Linked DNA regions of Mus musculus: region 1 is linked to region 2. Evidence: chromatin contacts called from public promoter capture Hi-C data. All regions are on one chromosome and are shown on one strand. The core of a region is the stretch at or near the end of the contact, and the rest is flanking DNA. Distances in the headings are between cores, read along the strand shown. Region 1 holds the start of Shc4 (SHC (Src homology 2 domain containing) family, member 4). Region 2 holds the start of Cep152 (centrosomal protein 152).

Region 1 (3,480 bases), core at 109-2,608, 99 kb after region 2:
TACCCGCACACAGTAGTTCAGACCGTTCCCCAACAGGTGCTGCAGAGGGGGCCCGTCCTGCTTGCTCCTGGGGCTTGGTTCTCCAGGGCCAGGCAGTGGGCAAGTATCAGGACGCAAAGAGGTGGGCCTGCGTCCCACCTGGTCCGGATCCGGTGCAGGTGCAGGTCCAGTCCTGTTTAGATTGGATTCTGGGGACGCTGGACGGCTTGGAGTCTGATCCTGGTTCTCTTGGAGCTTCAACCGGCTCACCTGTTTCGTACCCAAGCAGAAGGTTTTCAGACCCAGAAAAGTGATGGGGTTGGCCAGCTTCATGCTTGCCATACGGGGAATCAAGGTGCACAGCGCCGTGGGGCTCTCCTGGCTGGACACAGTGGCATCCTCAGTCGGCAGGTGAGGGGCCAGGGCTGGGTAGGGAGGCGGCGACGAGCCCTTGTTTCCAACGGAGCCTCCGGGGCTCCCTTCGTCCAAAGACGTGATGGACTCGTTCCGAAAGCGGCTGTACTTGGTCCTGTGAAGCATCCCCAGGTGCCCAAAGAGTCCTACATACAGCGTGAGTCCTGCCTGGCTGTCCTGGCTGCGTTCTCGCATAGCCTTAGCAGTGCTGAGACTGGGCACCGCAGCCTAAAGTGCCTCGCAGTCCGGTAGACCCACGCCACAGTCACCTCTCCTGCTCTGGCGGTCACCAGCCCGGGTCCGAGACTGCTCAAGGATGACAGTCCCGGAGGACGCCTCCCCAGCTCTGATTGCAGGCCGGCCCTTCCAGGCCCTGGCAGAGGCCCCCGGAGCGCGGGGGGTGGGGTGGGGTGGGAGCGGGGGTGTCTTCGCCCCGGAGTCCCGTCCCCCAGGCTGGGGCAGCGGGTGCCACCACGCCTCTAGTCTTAGCAGAAATATTTACCCCCTTTTCCTCTGCGCACAGGAACTTTCAAACCTGCTCCCCTCCAGCTCCCACGGGGCGGGGCAGGGACTAGCCCATTAACCCTTTATTTGTTCCCGTGACTGTTCATTTCAAAGGGAAAAATAAAAAAGCGCATAAGAGTCAAAGGCCCTTCTGTATGGGCTGGGGTTATGACGGCTGCCCTCTCTCGGAGGATCTTGGTTCTGGGCCACCAGCCAGGAGTCCTAGCGACGGGCGCTGGTCTGCATTGTTCCTCCAGCTTGAGGTCCGGGCATCCTCTGTGTGGCTCGGGTCCGATCCCGGCCGGCCCACCCCTTCTCAGGGCGCCCTTCCCTCCTGTACTCTCCTGCAGGCTTTTTTCAGGAGGAGCCTGTGCACAGCAAAAGGCTGAGTTGAGCAGACGATACCCAGGCTGTTGAAATTTTTATGAATGAACTTTGCCGAATGAATTTCCCTCGTTGTGTGAGAGCTAATAAATCTGTGAATGGAGCCGAGAATAGCTGTAATTGACTGACCCGTTTGGGGCGGCGCGGGGGTGGGGGTGTGGGGGGTGCGATTTGGTTTTCATCCAATCAGGCTGCAGCTTCATGAGTCATGCACCGTGAATATACTAACTAGTAGCCGGGAGAAACGAAGCCGGGCAGAGAAAAGGGAGGGTAATATCTGATGAATGGGTTAAAAGTAAAGGCAATCTTTGCTCCTGGATCGTCAGTATGCTGGGAATCAGAAGGTTAAAAATCGATTTCCTTTCTTGTTAAGATGGGGAGGGGCGAGAAAGGAGCTAGAAATTAGATATATTGTTCCATGGACATTAGGGCATATGTTACACAAACAACTCTTGTTCAAAGCCTAGATTCGTTTTTCTTAGAAACGTTTTTTTTTTTTTTAATTGATTGCCGCCCCATCTTCTGTCTGATACAATTTCCTGAGCCCATCAAAGGCCCCGGGAAGACAACCGTAAAGGCTGAGCCCACAGGAAGCCTGAGCCCCAGCTGGGCAGAGGAAATGCAGGTTCATTCAGGAGCTGAGAAGAGCGGACTGCTGAGACCTTGGGGTGGGGGTGGGGTGAGAGTCTCCGGGAGGAAGCAGCTGAGGTTGCGTTTCTCTGTGAGCCTTGGCTCCAGTACCTGAGACTATTCATGATTTCGAATACTAAGGCAGCAGCCAAGAGAATCTGGGAAGAAGGCCACCTCACCTTCTCATTGACCACGGGCTCTCGAGTGCTCAGGACTTAGCCTGAACTCCAGGGCCATCCAAACACAGGTTTGAATGAAACCAGTGCAGGTGACTAGGAGACAAAGGCGCCTCGCCGCCGCCAAGCTTTTGTGCTTAGGCTCAGAACGGCTTGTTAGTATCCTGCCTGACAACTTTGTGAGCTTTTTCTATCCACTGGGAAGGCCTTTTGTGGCGTCCTATACCTTCCTTTCTGACTTTCTTTTTGCACCTCCACATTTGGCAAACACGAAAGGAATGGCTAAATCAGAACTCATATACCCGGAACCTAGGGAGACAGGATCAGGGGAGTGGAAGGTGGGAGGAGGAGGGAGTAAGACTGAAAAAATCCGCTAGTACCTCTACTGCTACGCATGCTTCTCTTTCATCTCTGCCTTCTCCTCTGGGTCCCACCTTACCGTATGCCATGCCACAGTAACATCCCACTACCTTGAGAGAAGTTCCTGTGAGTGGTAATGGCCTTGTCTGTGAGTGGCAGCTAATGAATGACGTGTGGGAGCATATGAAATAGCTACAGTCCCTGTAAAACATCCCCACAATGCTCCGGGAGAGTACCTGCATCTCCGAAGCATCCTGGGCAGCATTTTTTAAAAGGTTGCTGGAGAGATGGCTCAGTAGTTAAAAACGTGTACTGCTCTTGCAGAGGACCTGAAAGGGTTTGTGTCAGGTAGCTCACAGTACCTCTGGCTCCTGAGGATCTGATCTCCTCTTCTGGACTCCATGGCCACCTGCAAACACACACACACACACACACACACACACACACACACACACACACACACACACACTTAAAAACGGCACACACCTATACTTTTAAAATAATAAGATAAATCGTTAAAATAAATAAGCAAATTAAAGGCCAATGGAACCAGGGTGTCTCCATTGAAGTAGTGTTCCCAACTGCTAGAGTATACTATGTCATCTTAGGCAACCAAAAAGGAAAAGTACCACAAAGTAAGGGACACCAAGGAAGGAACACTGTCTCAAGAAGCTATTCCCAATGCTCGTCTGTGTCTGGGAAAGGTGGTGATGCTGAAAACTCTAACAAGACCTCAGGATGCCGTTCTGCCTGTAGGCCTGAGTGACCTAGAAGGCCCTCTTAGGCAGCTCTGCATTGTGCTGACCAGACCAGCATGATAGGGCACTCTGGGGGCTGCAGGCTGAGCTAGGTGGACCAGCAAGCATGACGCTGTGAGCTACTTCTCTGTCCTGGGAGCCTGGAAGACATTCACTATCACCCGCTGAAAAGCTGTCCCTCTGTCCAGCAGCCCTGGAGATGGCTGGCTAAGAAGGTATATGGGGAGAAAAGGGCCAATATATCGTCTCCCACTAGAAACAGAAACAAAGACAAC
Region 2 (3,869 bases), core at 398-2,897:
GGAAGTGTACTCTAAGTAGCACCGTGCTACCTTCAACTACTACATTGAAAATGGCCACAACTCTATGTTTTTTTGTGGCTTTAATAAATAAATTGCTGGTGAGATGTGTGCTGACAGATCATCATGAAAACAATCGATAGCAATGTGCATTTGCCATAGTAAAACTGTATCTTGGTGAATATGGCAAAATTATGCCATTAGTAGGAACAGTGGCCTACTCCTATGCTTGACCAGAGAGCTGACCACTTAAAACATAAACCAAGGGATCAACGTGGGCAGTGTGCTCCCTAAAATACAGCTCCCTGGTTAATAGTCTCACTCTAGCCGGGAAACTTTTCCTAACCCCACTACAAGAATACAAGAAGCACAGCTGTCTTCTCTTACACCTCTGACCCAGCTTGTCAATACTTGTCTGACAATACTTGTCAGCACTGTCCCTGGTAGTTTTTGGTCACCCCCTTCCACCCCCTCACATAGAGGGAAAAATATTTACTTGTTTTGTGAGCAAACTTTAGTGTATATTTTCCTTTCCAAAAATATTTATCATCATCATCATCATTATGAGTGAATATATCCATTGGGTCACAGGCCTTAGGATTCCCCTGGAGCCGGAGTCACACGTAGTTGTGACCTATACAATTTGGGTGCAAGAAATGAACTCACAGCCTCTTGCAAGAGCATTGACAATCTCTTAACTGCTGAAACTATTATCTACTCCCACCGGAGTAGATAGGGTCTTTAGGCAGATCTCTTTTTATTTGTTTACATTCCAAATTGTTTGTTTGTTTGTTTGTTTGCATCCCAAAGGATGTAATATGGCTGTAAGCAATTAAGAACTGAAGATCCTCAGCTCTGGCAGCTGTGCAATCGTAACTGCTTCCGTTTCTTTAGTAATGAAACGGTGAAAACATCATAGGTGTGGGAAACCTTACAACTCCCGGATAAGGACTCCGCCCTCCTCTAGATGCCTGCTCCATCCAAAGTGCATTCTGGCCACTTCCAGAGCGCATGGCTTATATCCTTTGCTTGTGGCTTCAAACTTCAGCCTTTATTTACATGCAAACAATCAAGAATTGTGAAGCTACGAAGTGAAATTCAGCTTAAATCACACTGAAAAATGCATGACTACAAGATGGACTAAATGTAATTGCCCTGGGAGTTAGAAAACTGCACGCACTAGCTTACACACTAACTTCTCTTACAGGGTGGAAACAGCCAGAACGCAACAGTCTATTTTAGACACTTTCCAAATCCTGTTCCTACTACAAAGAGTACGGAGGGAGGGGGCAATGACAATCTCTTGAGCTCGGTAGTACCGATAGCAGCATGGAAAACCAAGGTGAGCAGAAGACAGTAACCCCAAAATACAGGAAGCCCCCTCGACTGGGTGTACTCACGCAGCGCCCTTACCAAAGAACTGGGCCCGGGGTCCAAGAACCACGGGCGCGCACAGGTCTGCCGATGGGACGCCCAGGCTGAAGATCGAGAAGGGAGCCAGCAAGCACAGCCCCGGTGTAGGAGACTCGAACGCGGGTCCCGATCCCGCAGCCGCCAGCCTGGCCGGGAGACCGCAGTCACCTCCCGCAACCCGCAACCCGCTGCCCTGACTTCCAGCCGCGAGCACCTTCCCGGTTACACCCTAGCCCGCGAACCCCGCCACTCGACGAGCAGCCGCCTCCTCCAATCGCCGCCGCTGCTCGATGGGCCTGACGGCTGGGCGGAGCTATGGGGCGGAAAACCCGCCTCCCACAAGGTCGGTTGAGAAGTCGCCCGCAGTTGCAAGAGCGCGGCTGTTCGAAGAGGGCGCCAGTGGCGGCGGGAAGCTTCCCGGAGCCTCCATTGGGGAAATAGTGAGCCAATCACAAAAGCCTCCTAGAGGACTACGGTTGCTTAGATACGGCGGACTGTTTGCCCTCCCAGAGGTTAGCTAGGACATTCCTTTTTTTCCCCTTACACGTCTAAGTTTCATCCAATGGCCCTTTTTGCTCTCTGAAGTGCCACTGCCAGCCCTGGTCGTTGTTAAATTTGGCATCATCTTCAGACTTGGCTGGTTAAGATTTGTGTTTCTTTACTGATAAAACTGGAGGAGCTCCCAGGTGCCTCCTCCCTAAAACTCGAATTTCCGCGAATGTTCTTAGATGTTAGCCTGTCGTTAAATCCCATTATATCATCGAACTTGGAGATCGCAAACACAATGGATAAATATCACTTTGGCTGTTCAATTTTAATGTGTGTCTCTTGATTGGCTTGTTGAGGGTGGCTGGACCTGGCATGTTCGAGACCTGAGTTCTGGAACAGTTGCTGTCTCTGGCTTCTTTGGTAAGAAGGGCTCTAGTGCATGCCAAGAACTTGGTGACTTGGATGCCCACATCTTTTTAAATCTTTCCCCTGTGTACCGTGTGGAGTAAGATACTTGTCCAAGGCTCTTCCAAATCTGGCTGTTTGCTAAGTCTGCCACCTGCATCCTATCCTTGTACGGCTGACATTGACCCTCAGCTAGGGGTCTGATACAGAATAAGAGCTTGAGTGAGAGAAACAGAACCAAGTCACAAGGCTGCACTACCAATAGTTCTGGGATGGCTCCTGTTTCCCCTCCTCCCACCCCATCTCCTGGGCTGCTTTTCGAGTCAATTGCCCCACCTCTCACCCACTCAGCCCTCGAAACACATGACGTCACTCAGTGGAACTGGATCTCCCTACCACTGTACACAGGGTGCATACCGACCCCAAGAGAAGATGGATTTCTCTTCTACTACGATCTGTTACCGTGTGTCTGCTTCACTGGTAGAACAATATGAACGTCTTGGGGGTATTCACTTGAGCATTTGTCTTCATGTTTCATGGCCCATGCTAGGCACTCAAAACAACTGTGTTAACTCATTAGTGAATAAATGAAGGAATGGGCAAATGAAGATGTTGGTCAAGAAAAGACTAATGAAAGGCCTTCGGGGAAATGGCACTTGTCGAAGGTGATCCAAGTATCGGCTAATGAGAAAGATATGTCCAGTGCCCCATGCTGAGGTCTACGATGCAATAGTGCATGAGAATGGCAGGGGACATAGGGGGATAACTTGCTCTGTGTTGAGATAGTGTACTTTTCCTTCCAGGATGTCTGTCCCTAGTGTACTTAGTCTGGATCCGCCACGAAGTTCCGCAGGGCCCACCTGCCTTTGTGAGTCCTGAGCCCAGCAGGTGTTAACTTTTCCTCTTGCTTCCCAGCTGTTGCTTTTGGATGCTGGCCCAAGTCAGTTTTCTCTGGGACTTTGAGCTTTTTCACTCTTTCTCTAAAGCTCCCCCTCCCCCATCCTGCTGCTGGTCCACCGTGTGGTTGACCTGTGAACCAGCCAAACTCAAAGAGCATGGCTCTTTCTCCTCTTCTGGGCAGCCCCATGATTTACAGCTTGCCTACCCTGAACCTTTGCTTTGAACTCTAAGTCTCATTGTCCTCAAGCTTGGTTTGAGTCCATTCTTAGATTGTTTTACTAAGAACACCAAGAACCCCAGCAGGAGACCCTGCTTTCTCTGGTCTCACTCCACTGTGCCCTAGGAAGCTGACCTTCAAGACAAGCTCCCCTCCACCACCACCCCCCAACTCTGCCTTTATGTTATCTCAATCAGTGAAGAATCCCAGTAGATCAGAGATGGGAATAGAAAAAAATTAGGTTATTAATGACTTAGCTAATCTCTTTTGCATCACCGAGATCAGCCGTTACCTCTGTATTGTCCACAGCTCCTCCATGTAGTCAGACAGTCCTTCTCCATGATCAGTAACTGTTCCCACCCTCTCCCTTGTCCTGGGCCCTAGACCACTGCACTCTGCCTGTGGTTTCTCTATACGTTGCCTGTACCTTAAATCTCCTTTATTAGTC

The links. Promoter capture Hi-C pulls out the DNA fragments that hold promoters and counts their contacts.
Region 1: a contact with region 2 is called in a promoter capture Hi-C map of epiblast stem cells, with 6 times the contacts expected there. The contact joins the promoter of Shc4 here to the promoter of Cep152 in region 2. A contact is called at or near these places in 15 of 39 promoter capture datasets (the 3T3-L1 cell line, 3T3-L1-derived adipocytes, the C10 cell line and 10 more), 1 of 15 datasets of contacts at CTCF or cohesin (the NIH/3T3 cell line), 8 of 484 Hi-C or Micro-C datasets (CD4 T cells, the MC38 cell line, Sertoli cells and 4 more), 8 of 115 datasets of contacts at active chromatin or transcription factors (effector CD8 T cells, embryonic limb bud, embryonic stem cells and 5 more) and 3 of 9 other capture datasets (adipose tissue, liver and pancreatic islet).

What each region holds. Positions count from the first base shown.
Region 1 is chr2:125,722,790-125,726,269 of GRCm38.p6, forward strand. Shc4 (SHC (Src homology 2 domain containing) family, member 4) reads right to left here and starts at 1,359. Exons shown (of 12, transcript NM_199022.2): 1 at 4-1,359. The coding sequence starts at 588.
Region 2 is chr2:125,623,466-125,627,334 of GRCm38.p6, forward strand. It overlaps Cep152 (centrosomal protein 152), which reads right to left and starts at 1,648. Exons shown (of 28, transcript NM_001081091.1): 1 at 1,411-1,648.